Regions from separate parts of the Ovis aries genome. Here regions 1 and 2 are each linked to region 3. The links are chromatin contacts, called in public Hi-C maps. All regions are on one chromosome and are shown on one strand. The core of a region is the stretch at or near the end of the contact, and the rest is flanking DNA. Distances in the headings are between cores, read along the strand shown. Region 1 overlaps RAD51B (RAD51 paralog B). Region 2 overlaps RAD51B (RAD51 paralog B). Region 3 holds the start of ZFP36L1 (ZFP36 ring finger protein like 1).

Region 1 (2,700 bases), core at 174-2,673, 410 kb before region 3:
TCCTGTCCTCCTTCCTCCAGCCAGAACCGCAGTTCTGTGGACCTGTTGATTACAACACTGCCCACGGCCAGAAAATCCTGCCCCATCAGCAAAACAGCTTTCCAGACTGACATAGGACATGTCCCGTTAGAAGATGGCTGAGTTTTAGTTCCAGTTCTGCCCCTGCTTTGTTGGCTCAAATGAGTCACTTCTTCCTTTGTCTATTTCCCCTATTGGTAAGGAGAAGATAATGAACCTTTCCACCTATCAGGCTCACTTGAGTGTTGTAAAGAATAATGAGGTGATATTTGTAAAGTGCTTTGAGCGGCTGGGAAAGAGGAGGGGGAGGGCTCAGTAGAAAGCATTATTAGCTGCAAGCACTTATCAATTGAGCTGTTTAACAATAGCAGAGAGTAAGAATACCCAGAAATGAATTCCAGGGACTGACCCTGCTTTGAATTTAGGAGGAGGATTAGTGGGGACCTAATAGGTATTCCACTTCTCCAGTTTCTTTAGTGGACCGTCAAACTAGGAAAGGTAATTACATTCTTCTATGTTGGATTCAGCCTAGAGTTTCAATTGGGATGTCAAAGCGTACTTGTCTTCTATTCTCCTCCTGAGGCTGTGTTCTGTTGTAATTGTTAAAGCCTTGGGCATCTTCTATCCCCAGGGGTAAATTCACTTAGGAGCTATACAAAGTCATTTCTGTGTAGTGGCTGGGCTGCTGTTTATAAGGTTGATTAGTGGAGCTTTCTAAATCTAAAGCGCCTGGGGAGCAATTTGGATGAAGCTGGGAAATAAAAAAGCAAAGTCTTCATCATGGTTGATCTTTTTTTATTACACTGCTCCATGGGAATTTTCTCAGTAACTCAGTGTATGCACAGTGCAATATGGCTTGACAGCCATTGCCACATCCTCTTTCCTGGGGAAATGGAGACCTAGCCCAGGTTAAGATGAATGTGCCAGGTCACTAAATATATTTAGAGCCACCTTTTAACTTCTCTTACTCCCAACTGAGGGCTTTCTGGTGGTTCAGTGTAAAGAATCCACCTGCCAATACAGGAGACACGGGTTCGATCCCTAGGTCGGGAAGATCCCCTTGGAGGAAGAAATGGCAACCCACTCCAGGATTCTTGCTTGGGAAATCTTACAGACAGAGGAGCCTGGTGGGCTACAGTCCATGGAGTTGCAAAGAGTCGGACACTGTGACTAAGCAATTCCCATTGGGGGTTAGATGAGAGGTATTTGTGGGGGTCTAAGATGTGTAGGAATGTTTCCAAATAATGATTCTGGTCTGTTTCCCCAAACTCATGCCCCGCTGTCTCAAGATCCTTAGGCCTGAGTTCAGTTCTCTCTCATTTTCTGAGTCAGGGCAGAAGAGAGAGGCAAATCAAAACCAGAGAAATGTTTTGAGCTTGTGCAGGTCTCTGTGGGCCAACAGGACAGTGAGCCAAGAAGAATGTGGCTCCCTCCTCATTGGGTAGGAGTAGGGCTGAATTCTTTCATCATCCTCTAGGGGCTGTAGGGAGAGTTCAAGGGGTCATTTGGAACAGAAATTTTCTTGATCAGAGTTATATTAAGGATTAAGGAAAGTATACTGATGGATGCATCTTTGTGCCCTGAAGTTTATGGGCCTTTTTGCAATCGCTGCTTCCACAAACCCTTAACTCCTTAAACCAATCATCCAGGCCTCCATATGCAGGGGTATATGCACTCCCAGGAGACCAGACGTGCCTATACCAGCATCGCTCCATGGTGACTTGTGAGTCTCCTGACATCCACCAGCAGTGAGCCCACCAGCAACCCCATCCTGGTGCCTGTCTCACACACACACACACACACACACACACACACACACAGATACACACACACACATGCGCGCGCGCGCGCAAACACACACACTTGCGAGCACACCCTGGGTGCCAAAGGTCCCTCCTCTCCCCCTGTCATCCCACTGTGTCCAGCAAAGCCCCACTCAGAATTTGGTGCCTCTTTGGGCGCAGATTCAGATCTCTGGGCTCCTTCCTGAGTCTGCCCCCCAACTCCTGCTGGATTTCCTCAGCAAATCTTCTCTGCCCTGAGACTCCTTGAAATCATACGGGATTTACTTGGCAAGATTCTCTGACCTCTTTCAAAGACCCAGATTTCTTGTTTACTGTAGTTTCAATCCTCTAAAAGCATTTGGAATATTTTCTTCATTTCCCTCTCCCAAGGTATCTATTTGGTCCCCGGCAGGCCTCCCCCAGTGCCTTTGGGGGTGGGGGAGGATGCTGAGACACTGGGCCCCAGCCACTGTCCTTTCCTTCACCTTTGCCAGGGCAAAGACCAGTGCTGGGCTGACCTTTCCTGGCCGGGCCAAAAGAGAAGGCTGTGGAAACCCGCACGCCCCCGCGGCCGTCCTGCCCTCTGCGGCCACAGCTGCTTGCCCTCCCTGCCCCCGCCTGCTTTTTTTCTCAGTGATCCTCCACACCGCTGGTGCCCCAGCGAGTCGCTGGGAACAGAGGTCTGTTTCCCCCCCTCCACTGGCCTCGGCTCCCCACACTAGAACATTCAGGCGTCAATGGGAAACAGCAAGATCTGTCAGCATCGCCCCTTTCTTTGGGGCTTTGAGGGCCACATTCTCCACGGCCATCTGTTCCCTTTCACCTCTCTGGACAATGTTGCTTTTTAAAGCCAGGGATTCTTCCTCCTTTATCTCCTCCTCGCCCGCCTCCCCTTCTT
Region 2 (2,700 bases), core at 175-2,674, 330 kb before region 3:
ATTTCATTCAGAGGAGCATAGTTGCAGAGATTAGGCCCCAGGGTACAATAGTACAGACCCTAGAGCTGGACTTGTTGCATAAGGTCCAAATGCAGTATAAATATTGCAGTTTCTCAGAGTTACCTGGAAAATAGTTTGGCTCAGATAAATCTCTTTTCCGTTCTTAAAAAAACAAAGGTATGTTTAAAATGGTATCAGGACATTCTTTAATAGAGTCTAAAACAGAGCCGTAGAGTATCACAGTCAGCAATGCCACCAAAGATCAACACCCAGAAATCTTGGTTCCCCTTCCAAAACAAAATCTCTGTCAAGCAGAAACTTAGGACGTGTTTTGCTATTGTGCACTATTCAAGAAAAATACTTGAACAAGAGCTAGTGCTTATAGCACAAAGCAGAGTATAAATTTGGTTCCAAAGTCATAGACTAAACACATTTTTTCCCCAAAATGTTTTTTCTGTCTCCACCTTCAAAAAAAACCATGAAACAAAATGTCAGTTTGAATAAGGTTATAGAGAAAAACTTATTCCAAGGCCTGGACTATGGTTAGAATAGATCCATACTCCACTTTTGGACCCGGGAAGCCTTTTAGCTATCTTTGCAGAGTTAACAATTTGCATTTGTGAAAATGCCCAGGTAATAATACCCAAAGATGTTAAATCAATTCAGGTTGTTGATTTTCTTTGAAAACCTCTTCCAGAAGGACTTGGGGTTCTTTCTGGAATACGGCTTAGGCTCCATTTCAGTGAGTTCAGGTAAGTAGGTATTTCTTGAACATCTATTGTATATAAACCATGGTGCTCAGGATAGAGAGGCTGATTAAAAAAAAAAAAAATCCGGTATTTTAGCAGTTGACAATCTAAATAGTTAGCTTAAAAACAAAGTAGCAAACTGCCACACCTATTATCAAGGCTTAAACAATGGGACCTGAAAGGATAGAGGATATACGACTCATTCCATCTGGGATGACGGAGGAAGGTTCCTGAGAGGACAAGGGACTTGAACTGGATGTCAGCTCCTGAATACTGACGAAAATGGCCTTCCATTGTCTCTTGACAGAGGCCAGTTTCTTTTGCTGTTTGAGGATAGATTTGGGCACACTGGGGAATGCTGATTAGTGCCGTGTGACTCATGTTGAATCATGCTGACTAATGTGTTCTAAATGGATTGATTCAACAATAAAGGGAACACTGAGAGTCAAGAGTTCAGATCCTGAATTTTATCGTGTGATGAAGTGTAAATCACTTAGCCTCAGTACTTCATTTTTTTGTCAATTAAAATGTGCTCCTGATGAGAAGCCAACAAATCACCTTGACTAGAAAGTGCTTTACAGAGCTCAAGGATAACAGAAGTGCTTAACAACAATTCCCAGGACAGGCTTATGCAACCTTGGGTTATTCATAGTCCACACAGAATCAGAGCATCCATCACATGCTGCTCCCTAGCCATGTGAAACTTCTATTTCCTCACACATGCCATGAGAACTGACAAATAGTGCACTGCACTCACAAAAACTGACAAACAGAGGAGCTTTTGAAAAATCTTCCTATATACCTACTGGGGTGTCTCTGTTTCTCAACAACAAATGTCGCCACAGAACTGAGAGCCTGCACTGCACACACAGCTCTTTCTCTCTTTTGACATCTCCGCAGCTAGACTGCTTGAGAACCTGGCCTTCCGTGTCCAGATGTTTACTGAATTCTGAAGGCCCCCCCAAAGGGCCCAAGTTCCTTTGTTGCTCTCCAAATCACTTCCCACAGAGACTGACCGATGTCCTGAAGGAGCCCTTCAATAGGGAGGATAAATGGAGGCAGATGAAGACATGACCCCCTGAGGCTCGCCCACGTCCACGCTAACAAAGGGTCTGAGGCACAACCTTGTAAGCAGCATTTTGGTCAGCAGCATCCCCTCGAGAGGCCAGGTCCCCCCCACCCCCGCCAGGGCTGTTTTCAATGGCTCCCATTGCGGTGGAAGCCCTCGGCATTTGTTCAGGGCTGGGGTGTGCTAGGTGTAGCACAAAACATCTAAGTCACAGCCCCCAGCCTTTGTGAGGGCTTCCTGGCTGCAGATGGCAGCTGGCTTTCTCAGGGGAAAACCTGGGGGCAGTAGAGGAAGCTGAAGGGGGGCTCCCGCGTCTCTGGATGACCTCTTCCCACCCTGCCCAGAAAGGCTCCCCTTTTGTTCACAGCTATCGGCAGTCTAGCCAGGGCTGTGGGGCCTTAGCCCACACCTGTGCTGAGTTTCTGGGTGTCTCTGGTTTACTAAGCCATTGGCTCCCTGTGTAATAGATAGATAGGTACACATGTCAGAGGACTGCCACCAGAAGGAGAAATTTATTTAGGCTGCTGGTGAGAAGCTAGTGCATTTCATGACAGCGATGGTTTTTCAAACATTCTTTCTCTCCCTCTCTTCTTTTTTTTCCCTTTAGACCAACAGAGGCCATAGGGACACTATGACCTTTGTCTCGAGCTGATGGGGGCATGATTTGTGAAATGAAACAGGACCGGGCTGCTTGGAAGAAGGAAACGGAAGCCAACATAATGGGGATTAATTAGTTGATTGCTGTTGAGATGGTAACAGATTTGCCCCCCCACCCCTTTACCATTGAGCCAGCCATCTCAGACCTAGCAGGGAAGGTGAAGATGAAGAGGCCTTTGTTCAGGTCTCTAGATGCTTGGGGCTGAAGGCTTTGCCGCCATGGGA
Region 3 (2,700 bases), core at 158-2,657:
AGAGCCGCGAAAAGAAGGAAGAAGTGCCGGCTAGCTCAGGCAGCCGCCAGGGCAACTGAAGTTTGGAAAAGCACAGGGAGGGAAGGAAACTGAAATTCAAACTTTTTGATGTTGCTCTTCAGCTCCAGGGTGTCCCTGCACCCCAACTCTGCAGCCCTGGGGCCCTGGCAGCTGCACCGACTGGAGAAGCAAGCTAGGAAAAGACAGCAACATGACTCGACGTGTTTAAAAGAAGGCAAAACACTTTAGCAATTAAAAGCAGCCAAGCAGCTTCTCTCTTTCAAACCGGGGAGAGGGGGCGAAAAAAAAAAATCTAACATCCACAGGCTTCTGTTATATACCCTTAAACTGCACTTCTGGAATAAATATTTCGGATTTAAAACTCGCCTTTTTCCACACCGGCTGGCAAGCCATACGACTTAAGGAGGCCCTCATTAAATCCTTCCTCGCCAAGACCCTAGAGCTCAGACGGGCATTTTGTCGTCGTGTCTCCCCCACCGCCCCCCCCCAATCCCGTCCATATCCACGAATCTCATTTTCTCAGAAAAGAGGGAAGCGGGTGAACCCGAGCGCCACTTTCACCCCCAAAGTCTGCAGCACGATCGGCTATCACAAGAGGAAGCCTGTCGAGCTGGGGCGAACTGAAGTCCCAATGCAAACTCGTTTGACAACATGCTTTGAATCACAACTCTTGGCCTTTTTCTCGCAGATCCCCAGCCTCTCCAGAACAGAGGGGGAAATCACCCAGCAAAACATCATCCCGAGATTCTCCTTCCCGAGGGACCCGCACCTCCCGACCTGCAGTCCGGCAAAGTGGCTGGAGAGACTCGAACTCCCTCCCGGGAGCGGCGACACCCGAAACGCAGCGGACAAGCGAAGCCGGGCTCAAGAGTGGCACGTCACGGACGAAAAGAATTACCGAAAAATTGCCCCAATCCCAAACATTGCCCAGGGAAGCCCCCACGCACACTGCGCCCCTAAAACTCTGGTCTCTGGATTCCCAGGTAATCCCCGCCAGAACAGTCGAAACGCAAAGGGTGGGGAGGAGAAAGCCAAATTCCTTCAAACTGGGGAGAAAAATGAGGCGGAAAAAACCACCATCTCGCCTCTTTCTCTCCCCCACCCCTGCCCGTCCAGACCTAAACTTTTGGAGATTCTTTTTGAGGACAAAAGAAAAAAGACTTTGAAAAGCAAGCGGTGCGCCCCACTTTACCTTGCATAAAACTTCGCTCAAGTCGAAGATGGTGGCAGACACGAGGGTGGTGGTCATCTTGGGCGCTCGCGCGGGGCAGGGACGAGGGTCTGGTGTGTCGCGAAGGTCCCGGTGCGGGGAAGGCGCAGCCTCCGGCTCTCCGGTCAGGAGTCCCACACGCCTGCTCCCGGCGCCCCTCGCCTTTCCGACTCTCCCGAGCTGCGGCGCGCGAAGCCCAATTTATATAAGTTTCAGATTTGGTGGGCCGGAGGGGGAGGAGGAGCTTTAAACTTATTTAAATGAGGAAGAGAAGAAAAAAAAGTTGATTGACACTGAAGTTGAATCAGCCATGCGGTCAAACTCGGGGGAAAAAAAAAAAAAAAGAAACTTTCAAAAGGAAGAGGGGGGAGGGGAGACGAGGAAAGAAGGCGAAGAGGGGGGAAAAAAAAAACCCACTGCGAGCCGCGCACAACTTTTTTTTTTTCTTAAAGAGGAAAACTTTCGAGTCCGCTCGCCTGTCTACCTCGGGCTGCCGGCGCCCCTTTCTGGGGCCGCGCGCGGCGCGGGGGGTGGGGAAGGGGCGCCCCCCTTTTGTCAGCCTGCGAGCGCTGCTCTGTGACATCACTCATTCCACACTCTTCGGGGTTCTTGTTGTTGTGTTGTTATTTTTCTTTTCTTTTTTTTGGTAGGGCTGGAAGGCGGGCTCGACTTTCTCTTTTTGCTAGCGGGAGCAGAAGCCCGTCCTAAGCGCCCGGTTTCCATCTTGTGCCGATCTCCCTTGAAACTTCTCTAAGTTCCCGCACAACTTCGCTCTTTCCCCGGGATCTTTTCAGCCCTTGGTTCCCCTCCGCAAATCCCACGGGGAGAGGAAACTGGAAATACGGGGAGCACAGAGCGTTCACGTCTAGGGTTTTGTTTATTCAGGGGTGGGGTGAGGGACAAGGATTAAGGAGGTTCCCCCCCAAAACACACACACACACACACCCTGGAGGACCGGGCCTGGCGACGGCGAGCACCAAGCGATTTCGCGCGCCGCTCGCGTCTACACTGGCGTTCGCTGTGCAGCGGACACCCTCCAAGTCTGGGCCGGGGCGGGGGGGCGGGGGGCCGGGGGGGCGGGGTGGTGGGGATGCTCCACGAAAAAGACCCCCGCCCGGGCTGTTTGTTTTCACAGGCCTGGGAGTGGTATTTATTGCACGCAGTAATCTTTAAATAGTTTTCTAAAACAAACCTGAATCCTCACGAACGCCCTTCTGCCCACCCCCGAAAAAAAATCACCCAGCAACGCACAACTTGCCCCGCGCTCTGAACCACAGGCTGCGCCCGAAACTCCCTAAGCAACACGTATACACACCACAGACGCTGGAACCAAAAAAAAAAAAAAAAAAGTTACTTTGGTAAGAATGAAGATACAAAGATGGGGGGAGGCGACACTTACTGTTGCTTCTCCCCCGCCCTCACGGGAATGGAACATATGGCTTGTCACACTGCGCTGTTTTGGCGGGATG

What was found. A called contact is a pair of places that touch in the nucleus more often than the background predicts.
Region 1: a Hi-C map of tail adipose tissue shows a contact between it and region 3, with 3 times the contacts expected there. The contact joins the enhancer-like site here to the promoter of ZFP36L1 in region 3. A contact is called at or near these places in 4 of 16 Hi-C or Micro-C datasets (hypothalamus, mesenteric adipose tissue, muscle and 1 more).
Region 2: a contact with region 3 is called in a Hi-C map of tail adipose tissue, with 4 times the contacts expected there. The contact joins the enhancer-like site here to the promoter of ZFP36L1 in region 3. A contact is called at or near these places in 4 of 16 Hi-C or Micro-C datasets (hypothalamus, muscle and tail adipose tissue).

Annotation. Positions count from the first base shown.
Region 1 is chr7:78,294,663-78,297,362 of ARS-UI_Ramb_v3.0, forward strand. The region is part of intron 8 of RAD51B (RAD51 paralog B); the gene reads left to right. Among named protein-coding and RNA genes, the nearest start is that of ZFP36L1, 410 kb to the right of the region's middle. Within about 2 kb of position 1,424, at least 9 of the 54 cell types and tissues checked have an H3K27ac peak or open chromatin away from gene starts, as enhancers often do. A contact at or near this core is called in tail adipose tissue, where this site is marked.
Region 2 is chr7:78,368,202-78,370,901 of ARS-UI_Ramb_v3.0, forward strand. All of the region lies in intron 10 of RAD51B (RAD51 paralog B), which reads left to right. Among named protein-coding and RNA genes, the nearest start is that of ZFP36L1, 330 kb to the right of the region's middle. Within about 2 kb of position 1,425, at least 15 of the 54 cell types and tissues checked have an H3K27ac peak or open chromatin away from gene starts, as enhancers often do. A contact at or near this core is called in tail adipose tissue, where this site is marked.
Region 3 is chr7:78,701,756-78,704,455 of ARS-UI_Ramb_v3.0, forward strand. It overlaps ZFP36L1 (ZFP36 ring finger protein like 1), which reads right to left and starts at 1,408. Exons shown (of 2, transcript XM_015097137.4): 1 at 1,214-1,408. The coding sequence starts at 1,270.